3 separate regions of the Sus scrofa genome follow, and all the other regions are linked to region 1. The links are chromatin contacts, called in public Hi-C maps. All regions are on one chromosome and are shown on one strand. The core of a region is the stretch at or near the end of the contact, and the rest is flanking DNA. Distances in the headings are between cores, read along the strand shown.

Region 1 (2,964 bases), core at 176-2,675:
CACTGGAGAGGTTCAAGTCCTCCCTCTGGCACTGACTTTGGGGCCAGGGAGTTAGTATCCTCCCTGAGCCTCAGTTTATTCCTCTGTGAAATGGACTAACAACAGTATCAGCCTCGAGGGGCTCGCTTCAGGGGTCCAGGGAGGTAATACCCACCAGCCAGAGGCATCTGGTGACACTAACCAGAAGAATCATAAAAGCAACACCATTCTGCCACTGCAACTGTGCTGTTGCCAAGGCGCTAGAGTTTGCCTCCCGACATCTGGAAACAGAACCCAAAAGTGGAAACACGGACCTGAAGTCAGGAGTAGCCCTGAGTCTACAGACACCAGGAAGAAAGGGGTAGATGCTACAATTACCGGCCCTGGGTCGCATCACCTACCAGCTGGGACCCCCAAGGGGCCCCCCCACCCCAAGTCGGTCACTCTCCACTCTGGCTCCAAACCGTGTGCGTCCCGGGCATTTGGCTGCCTGAGGCTATCCAGTGACCCTCCACTTCTGGGAGGCGACCCAGAGAGGACGCGTGGCCGTCTCCGGAGCCAGTTGGGCTCCTGGAGGTCCAGGCACGGGTTCGAGGAGCGCTCCGCAGAGGGGCCCGCGGAGAGGCAGGCACTGGGGCAAGGTTCCTCCAGCCCGGTGCCCGCACGCGGGGCGTGGAGCTGCGAGCCCGGGCGGGCAAAGGCCAAGGTCAGCGGCTTCCCGAGCCCCCCCTCCCCGCCGCGGAGCTGGAGCGACTGTCCCGGCTACCAGCCCTCCCACAGAGGAGGGTTCTCAGGCCACAGCGGGGGTTCCATTTTGGCAAAGGGTCCCCTCCCCAACGCGCTGCTTCCCGCCCACTCCCAGACCCCCAGACTCACCCTCTCCAGGGTACAGGTGGCCCGCGGCGCTCACCAGCAGCGCGGCAACGGCCACCAGCAGCGGCAGGGCCGCCGCCCCCCGCCTGCCCCCAGCGCCCATAGCTGTGGGAGCGCGGGGTCCGGGAGGATCAGAGCGCGCGGCGCTGGCCCGCGGGGTGCATGCTCCAAAGCGGCCGCCCGAGAGGCACTTGGGGCCGCACGTCCTTCTCTTCTACGCCGGCGGACCACTGGCCACAGACTCCGCCCGGGAGGGCCCTCAAACAGCCCCGGGAGGGCCCTCGAAACAGCCCCAGGAGGGGAGCGCGGCCTCTGCCGCTACAAATCCGGTGGCGCGGCCCGGTGGAGGCGGCCCCGACTCCGGGCCACCGCGGCCGGGCCCCGTCCCGCGATCTCAGGGCTCGGAGCCCCGCGCTGCGCCCCTGCCTCCCGGCTCTCGGCCCCGAGCGCTCGGGGGCTGAGGTCTTCGGACGCGCCAACAAACGGACGCGCAGACAAACGGACGTGCGGACAGGCGGGCGGGCACCTGGGCTGGCGGGTGGCGGGCGGGCGGCGGGAGCGAGGGCTGCTCGGCCCGTAAACAACGCGGCCCGTCAGCTGGGCCCCGTGCGGGCCGCCGCAAAAGACGGCGCGGATCCGGACTCGGAAGGGACTCGGCGCCGGGGAGAGGCCCGAGAGGGGTGGAGGGAGGACGGGCCGGGGGGCGGAGGCACCACCCCGCCCGCCCGCCCGCCAGCCAGCCTCCCTATCCTGGGCCCCGCGCAGGAGGGCCCCGCGCTGGAGGCCCCCGGCGCGCCCTAGCCGAGGGGGCGCCCCAGGTCCCTGCCCAGCCGGAGCGCCCCGTACAGCCCCGCGACTCTCGTCTCAGAGCCTGGGGGCGCTGCAGATGCCCTATCCCGCGAGTAACGTTTTGCTATTTTGTTCACCGTAGACTTTGGAGGATTCGTTTTGATGTTTAAAAAAAATGCATTAAAATATTATTTATCTTGGCTCCACGGTTTTTGGGTACTCCTTTAAATGTTACGCTCGCCTCGCCCTCGTTCCCGTCCTGCTCGGGGAAGCTGGTCCCAGAGCGCGCGCGGGCGCCCCAGCTGTCCTACGGGGAGCTCGCCCCTGCCCCACACCAGGCCCCTGGGGACAGCCACGTGCAAGCTCGCCCCAGGAGCTCAAAGTACTCAGTGGGCAGGCACTCTCCGGCTCGGCCTGTGATTCAAGTTGGAGAACTGACCCTTGAGGCGATGTCCAGAACCTCGACAAAATACAAAGCAGGCGCTGGAGATCTTGGCTAAAGCACAGGTAGACACACCCAATTTTCAGTACACAGACCTAGAGTCCACGTGTGTTTTGAATGTCTGGCAAAAGTCATTCACGAATTCGGTATGATAGTGATCAAAGCACCTTGCTGGAGAGGGGAGAGGGGACGTTCCTAATGGAGTGGGAATCAGGCTCCCTCTGCCTTCACTTCCAGTGTGGTCTCCAATGAGTAACTGCTCTCTGGATTGGCCTCACCAGGAAGATGCCTGTAATAATACCTGCGTGGCAGATGTGGGGAGTTGCTGGGGCGGGGGGAAGCACGAGAAAGCCACCAGCATCACTCTTGGTTGAGCGTGTTCATTCTTTCTCTATTAAACAAATAGAAGTTTGCACTGTCCTTCTAACCCACACCTACTCCTGCCTCCAGGCCTTTACCCTGGCTGGTCCCCCTGCTTGAACCTCCAAGGTCTGGCTCCACCTCTCAGCTCCCATGAACCTTCCTCTTTTTTTTTTTTTCCCGTGAACCTTCCTTGACCATGCTTTGCAAATGCTGCCCCCCCATACCTCCTCCCTTTTTTTCTCATCGCTGTTGCTTACATCACACCAGTGTGTCTTCTTGAAATGCTGCCTTATTTTTGTGTGTGTTGGCCCCTCCCCATGAAGGCAGAAATCCCGTCTGTCTTGTTCCCTGTTTTACACTCGGTGCCTGACATATCCATTGCTTAATAAATATTTGTTGAAGGGAAGAATCAACATGCAATAAGGAGTGAGGATTTACAATAAGTCAAAGAAATCCAATCCATTTCCTTGTAGACCTCAGTGTCTAGTTGGGGAGAGGGCTATGAACTAAATATCATG
Region 2 (2,964 bases), core at 207-2,706, 110 kb before region 1:
CTGCAACACAACAGCAGCAAAGCCAGATCCTTAACCCACTGCACCACAAGGGAACTTCTTCTTGAATTAGCTTAGAAAAGTTAATATTTCCCACCTCTCTGAAAGTTTCCAATTGAATAGCTCATGGTTATCTAGAAAATTCAACATATTACAAGTTTTATGTCACTTTCTTTACTTCTAGTTACTTGTGGGTATTTCCCTTTGATTATATTTACCAAAAATTTAGCTATATTGACTTTTCCCTCCCTCCCCAAAATATTATATTTTACATTCTAAGTTTTTTTTTTTTTTTCTTAAATGGTTACGAAACCATTTAAGTCTAATAATTTGCAATGAAGTTCAGCTTTGGCCATATTCTACAAGTGAGGGTACGTGATATTCACATTTCTGTTATATTCCAAGTAGATTTTAACCAGTTTTCATTTCAACTTTCACCCAATAGATAATGTAAGTGGCTCGCTTTTAATCACCAGGCAGTAGAGTCTTTTGTTCAAACTTCCGACTTTATCTTTAGTTTTTATTGCCCTGTAGTCAGAAATCAAATCCTATTTAGGGGGTCCTAAGATTTTCTTTGTGGTCTTTTTGTCTGAAAAGACCAATGACATTTTTGAATGGGAACCAAACCTATTAAACCAAAGCTACACCCCTTGAATTAGCAAGATTCAGCACGTGTCTATACACATACAAACAGGCCTTCCAAAAACGATGGAGACACTTGTGCCTCATGAGTAACTACTGAGAAACTGATCTCAACAAAGGGAAACATAAATGGTCTCAAATAGACCAAATATACATACACCTGGAGGATTTTACCCCCAAAGACCACTCCTTGGTCATAAAAGACCCCCCACGACAAAGCATCAACTAATCTCTCCCACGCATTCAGCATTTTATTATCTCATAATCCCACTAGACCAGTGGTTCTCCAACCAGGAGTGATTCTGCCCTCGACCCTACCACTGAGGGCACATCTGGCCTGTCTGGAAGGAATTTTGGTTGGGACGGTGTGCTACTGGCTTCCAAGGAGTCAGAGACCCAGAGGTGTCGCTCAACATTCTACAATATGCAGGCCAATCCCCACAACTGAGAAGGATATGGCCCCCAAATGGCAAAAGGTCCGAGGCTGAGAAACCCTTGCCTGGATCAAATTTCTAGACCTTTCTTTACTACAGATTATACTCCACGCGGCCAGTAGAGGGCAGATCCGGGCCGCACACGGCCTGAAATAAATAAACCCTCCGCTGAAAGAATAAAATCCCTCCGCATGGTTCCCCCCCACCCCGCCTTTCCAGTCTCCTCTTCGGTTCCTCCCCAGACTCCAGGATTCTTTCTGCCCTCTTGCCTGTTCCCAAGCTCTCTCGCCTGGACAGGCCTTTAAGACACAGGTGAAAGGGGAGCCTCCGTGACTGCTGTCAGTATAATTCAGGGTTTCGGCACACCTGTTCTCACAGCTGTCGTCCTGAACTTGTCGCCCCAAATAAAAAGGGTCAGCTCCCAGATCAGCCTTCCCTACCACCTGCAGGGCGTGGTGTCCACGCTGGGTGCCAGGTACAGTTCTGCACACACGGTGGGCATCGATAAATAAATGTCGTGAGTGAAATGCATGGAAGAAAATGGGTGGCATCTAGGAGGTGCCTAGAAAGTATTCCCTTGGTTCTATGTTTTAGTAAGAGTGTGTTAGTTAAGATGTTTTCCCCCCACGTTCATGCCCAGACCCCGTTTCAGGGTAAAGGCATTTAACGTGTGGATTTGTGAAGCATCCCATCTCCGCAGACCAGCACCATGCATGCATCAAACCACAGAAGCCCCTGAGGTCTCAAGGGAGCACAACATGCTTGCTGGCCCACGGGCCACCGTGCTGTGTGGCCACCAGGGGCCACTCGGTCGTCCCACAGGTGAGTCATACCTAGCGTCCTCGGCAGCAGGGCCTGAAGAGGATTTTCTGTAAAAACAAAACCAGCCGCTTTGAGGACAGACAGAACTTGGAGAGACCTCTTGCTTCTGACACTCTGGTAGCCACATTCTATGCCAGCAGCCCAAGGGCGCCTTGCCCTTGGCCATGGACCACTTTCTCCCCGTCACTTGAACCACATCCTCTCCAGCAGGTGCGGTGAACACAGCAAGCGGGTGTGTGTGTGGTGGCAGCAGTGGGAGTAGGGGGATGATCAGAGAAAACACCCCCCACCCAGAGACATGGGCACCTGAGGTTCCTGTGAGATGTCACAGTTGACCACCTTTAAACCTCACAGCTGACTCAGCTCCTTTCTTAAGTCTGGCAGTGTTTTAACAGGTAAAACAGTAACTGGCTCAGTGCCTGCGCTGGGCCATTTAGTGTTCTTCTGGACTCAGGGTCAGGGATAAGAATGCAAGCGACAAAAGAAGAAATGTTATATATTGATAATTCTGGGGAAACATCTACCAGGAGCTAAGCCAGGCCTTTGACGAGACTCGTTTTAGAATCTTATTTTATCCCAATGTAAACTTTTTTTTGGGGGGGGGGGTGATCCACTTTGCAAACAGCCAATTGTATTGGACATTTCTGGGTAGCCACCTGGTGATGTCTGGGGCGGGGGGCAGCTGAAAGTCCACAGCACATGTTTGCTTCAAAAACCTGGGCAGAGTCAGCAAAAAACACAGGCTAAGGGGGGGTTGGCAGCGAAGGAGATAGTAACTGCTTCAGTGGGTTACTGGAAAAATTCATGAACCCGTAAGATTTAGGCAGTGCTTAATCGCCATCTAGTGGCTGGAGGCCAGGGATGCTGCTCAACATCCTACAAGGTACAGGACCGTCCCACCCCAGAGACGGTAATCTCATTATCCTAAAAAATGAGGAACCACTTTTATCTCCACTCTTCAGATGAATAAATTGAAGTTTTCACCAAGAGAGGTGAAATAACCCGTAACCCACAGAAACTTGCCTTTTACCTAAGTGTCTGCTTGCAGGAAAAGTAAAGATGCATGAAA
Region 3 (2,964 bases), core at 197-2,696, 74 kb before region 1:
TGACTCAGGGGGAAAAAAGTATATAATGTGTGTATATAAATATGTCAGAGAGATAATTTTAAAAATTGGGTAATGTAAATAACTGATGAATATCTAGGTACAATTCTTCTAACTTTTCTGTAAACTTGCAAAAGACATCAAAATTAAGTTACCAATTTATATACAGGTAAGAGTACTAGCTGAAATAGAAACAAAGGCAGTGCAGCCCGGTAAATAACATGCTTACAAAATACAGCCACTTTTTGATTCTTTGCCTTTTAAAGTTCAAATCAATTTGGTCTTTCTCAATTAAAAAGCTACATGGTAAAAAGAAGCTACATGGTAAAAAAGCTACATGGTAAAAAAACTTTTTTTCAAAACCCCCTATTAAATGTTTCCATAGCACGACATATGTTAATAACATTTTGCTACATTCCTTTCCAAAGCCTGTAGCTAAAAAAAAAAAAAAAAAAACCTCAAGATTTATTATTCCAAAAAGTACTGCTTTCCAGAAATTTCCAAAGGGAACAGTTGCGTCATGAGGCTGCAGACACATTCACCACAGGGCCCCGTGGCTCTCCCTGAAAGTGTGAATTTTATAAACTCCTTAAAATTATTTACTCTGTTTCCATCCAAAGACTTTCTGGGCCGCACCCGCCCCAAACCCTGACAACGTAGGTTCGAGTCCCCGGAGCCCCCGGGGCGCGGGCAGCAAATTGTCGGGAAATTCCTCCCTTTGGAATATGGTTGATTGAATGGTGGGGTGGGGGGCTGGGTGAACTTTTGACAGGTGGTACACAGACGCCCTTTTGAGAGTGCGGTCCCCCCAAGAAGTGGCGACCACAGGAGTTCACATCTTTGAAGCAAGGAAGCTCCCCCTTTCCTTCCCCAATAATGCTGCCCCCGCGCGCGTTCAGATTCTCTTCCCAGATGCGTTTGGAGTTGCGGAGCTCTTCGGGGAAATACGGCTCAGGCCAGCCAGAATAGAGGTGGAGCCCCCCAGGGGGCGGGGAAGAGGGCCCTGCCCCCCACTAAAACAGCCTCAGGATTGGTCAGTTTCAGGCATCTATGTGCGTGTTCAAGAAAGGTGGATCCAGGGCGGGCTAAGCCCCGCCCCCGCGAGCCACCAGCGCCCGCGAAGCACAAAGCCCGTGGCGCGCTCCGCTCCGTGAAATCCATGCCCGGCAGTGGCGGCAGCCGCAGCGCCGCCCTCGCGCTCGGCCAATGGGCGGGCGTGCTGCCGGGGCGCTGGCCCCGCCCCCGGGCGCGCGGGGCTCAGCTCGCCCGACTGGCGCTGGATCCCTGACCGTCGCTGGTCGGTCCGCTCCCCGAGCCCCGGGAGGGCCTCTCGAGGGTGCAGACCTTGCAGGGCGGGCCCGCAAAGAATGGAGCTTTGGAAGTTAAAGTAAAGGAGAAAGCGAGTGTGCGGGCTTCCTCAGCAAACACCGGGCGGCTTGGGCCGTGCGCGGAGCTGGGCGTGTGCCCAGATCAGGTCACCGCGTGGCAGGCAGCGCCCGGGACGGCCGAGGGGCACCGTGGCTCCAGGCCTCATTCGGGAGGAGCCCAGAGAGGGGCAGCTGCCCGCCAAGGTCATACAGCAAAATCTCCCAAATTGGGGGCGAAGGGGGTGTGGCAAGAGAAGAGTCCGCACCCGGAGACCGTGTTCTCTTGGACCCAACCCTCAATGTTCCACCCACCACTCGCCCAGAATACCAAGAACCATACTCATAAATTACATTCTTACGAAAACTTACAGGGTTTCATTTCGGGGTGCCCTGCAGCCAACGTTCCTCCTGTATTTGAAAAAGTCCACCTAAACTGCCAGTTCCAAGACCGAGGCATACGAATGGACATTCTCTAACGCCTCCCTCTCCCCCGCAGAAATACACTTTAAAATGTATATTCCGTTTGCAGAATACAACATTCAACCCACATCGGTTAATAAAGCTCTTATTAATAACCCTATTACTCAAACAACCATCTCCATTACAGATGGAGACACTGAAGCACAAAAGGATTGCTTTGCTAATGCCAGCAGAAACTGGAACCCAGGTCTCCCAGAGAGGCTGGGCTTACACTGTGGGTTTAATTCATAGTGTTTCCCATCCTGGCCCACTTGGATTTGGCCCCTTCCTGGCACTGAGATGCCAAAAACGTCTAGAGATCCCAGCTCTACTCTCCCCATAGGCACAAGAGAGATGGACAAGCCCTGTGAAAGGGAGGCTTCTTACTACATCTGTCATATGGCTGTGTCCCAGTGCCATGAACACACAGTAGGTGCACAATAAAGCTCATAGGAAAGAAAAAAAAAATGGTGAGGGGAATCAGGTGACTGCCTTTATCCCAGCTGGAGAGAGAATCAGGTGACTGCCTTTATCCCAGCTGGAGAGGGTCAGTACGTGAGAATGGGTGAATCATCAGGGCTGCCTTTAACTATAAACAGGGCAAAGTACAGAGGAAAAGGTGTGGGACATCAGGCCAGACAGGACCGTTTGGGAACCCTAGGGGCTTGGACTCTGCCATCACAGGAGGAGCCACAGGAGGGCTTCAACCAGAAAAGACACCACCAGATCCACATTTGGGGCCACTTTTCTGACTCTCTGGTGGATGGCTGAAGAAGGCAATGGCAGAGGGAACAGAGAGGAAGAGGCTTGGCTTCTGAAGCCGTTAGGGAGGTGAGGTCATCAAGACTTATCACGTGGATGACTCCCAAGTTTCCACTTTGGGCAGGTGCACAGGACTCACAAAAAGAACCACAGACTGGCGAACCCGACTAGAATCCATGAAGATGCAGGTTTGATCCCTGGCCTCGCCCAGTGGGCTAAGGATCCGGTGTTGCTGTGAGCTGTGGTGTAGGTTGCAGACATGGCCCGGCCTGGATCCTTACAGCTCCGATTTGATCCCTAGCCTGGGAACCTCCATATGCCACGGGTACTTCCATATGGCCCTAAGAAGACAAAAAAAAAGAACCACAACCTAAGAAGC

Evidence for each region. Hi-C and Micro-C count contacts between places; a contact is called where the count stands out from the background.
Region 2: a Hi-C map of skeletal muscle shows a contact between it and region 1, with 2.3 times the contacts expected there. The contact joins the enhancer-like site here to the promoter of INSR in region 1. A contact is called at or near these places in 1 of 5 promoter capture datasets (fetal skeletal muscle), 5 of 47 Hi-C or Micro-C datasets (epiblast stem cells, fetal heart ventricle, heart right ventricle and 1 more) and 1 of 2 datasets of contacts at active chromatin or transcription factors (skeletal muscle).
Region 3: a contact with region 1 is called in a Hi-C map of skeletal muscle, with 7 times the contacts expected there. The contact joins the enhancer-like site here to the promoter of INSR in region 1. A contact is called at or near these places in 3 of 5 promoter capture datasets (fetal liver, fetal skeletal muscle and liver), 31 of 47 Hi-C or Micro-C datasets (adipose tissue, alveolar macrophages, blood and 16 more) and 2 of 2 datasets of contacts at active chromatin or transcription factors (alveolar macrophages and skeletal muscle).

The regions. Positions count from the first base shown.
Region 1 is chr2:71,795,670-71,798,633 of Sscrofa11.1, reverse strand. It overlaps INSR (insulin receptor), which reads right to left and starts at 1,425. Exons shown (of 21, transcript XM_021083942.1): 1 at 856-1,425. The coding sequence starts at 955.
Region 2 is chr2:71,903,798-71,906,761 of Sscrofa11.1, reverse strand. All of the region lies in intron 10 of INSR (insulin receptor), which reads right to left. Among named protein-coding and RNA genes, the nearest start is that of INSR, 110 kb to the right of the region's middle. Within about 2 kb of position 1,456, at least 14 of the 83 cell types and tissues checked have an H3K27ac peak or open chromatin away from gene starts, as enhancers often do. A contact at or near this core is called in skeletal muscle, where this site is marked.
Region 3 is chr2:71,870,088-71,873,051 of Sscrofa11.1, reverse strand. The region is part of intron 2 of INSR (insulin receptor); the gene reads right to left. Among named protein-coding and RNA genes, the nearest start is that of INSR, 74 kb to the right of the region's middle. Within about 2 kb of position 1,446, at least 48 of the 83 cell types and tissues checked have an H3K27ac peak or open chromatin away from gene starts, as enhancers often do. A contact at or near this core is called in adipose tissue, alveolar macrophages, fetal liver and 5 more, where this site is marked.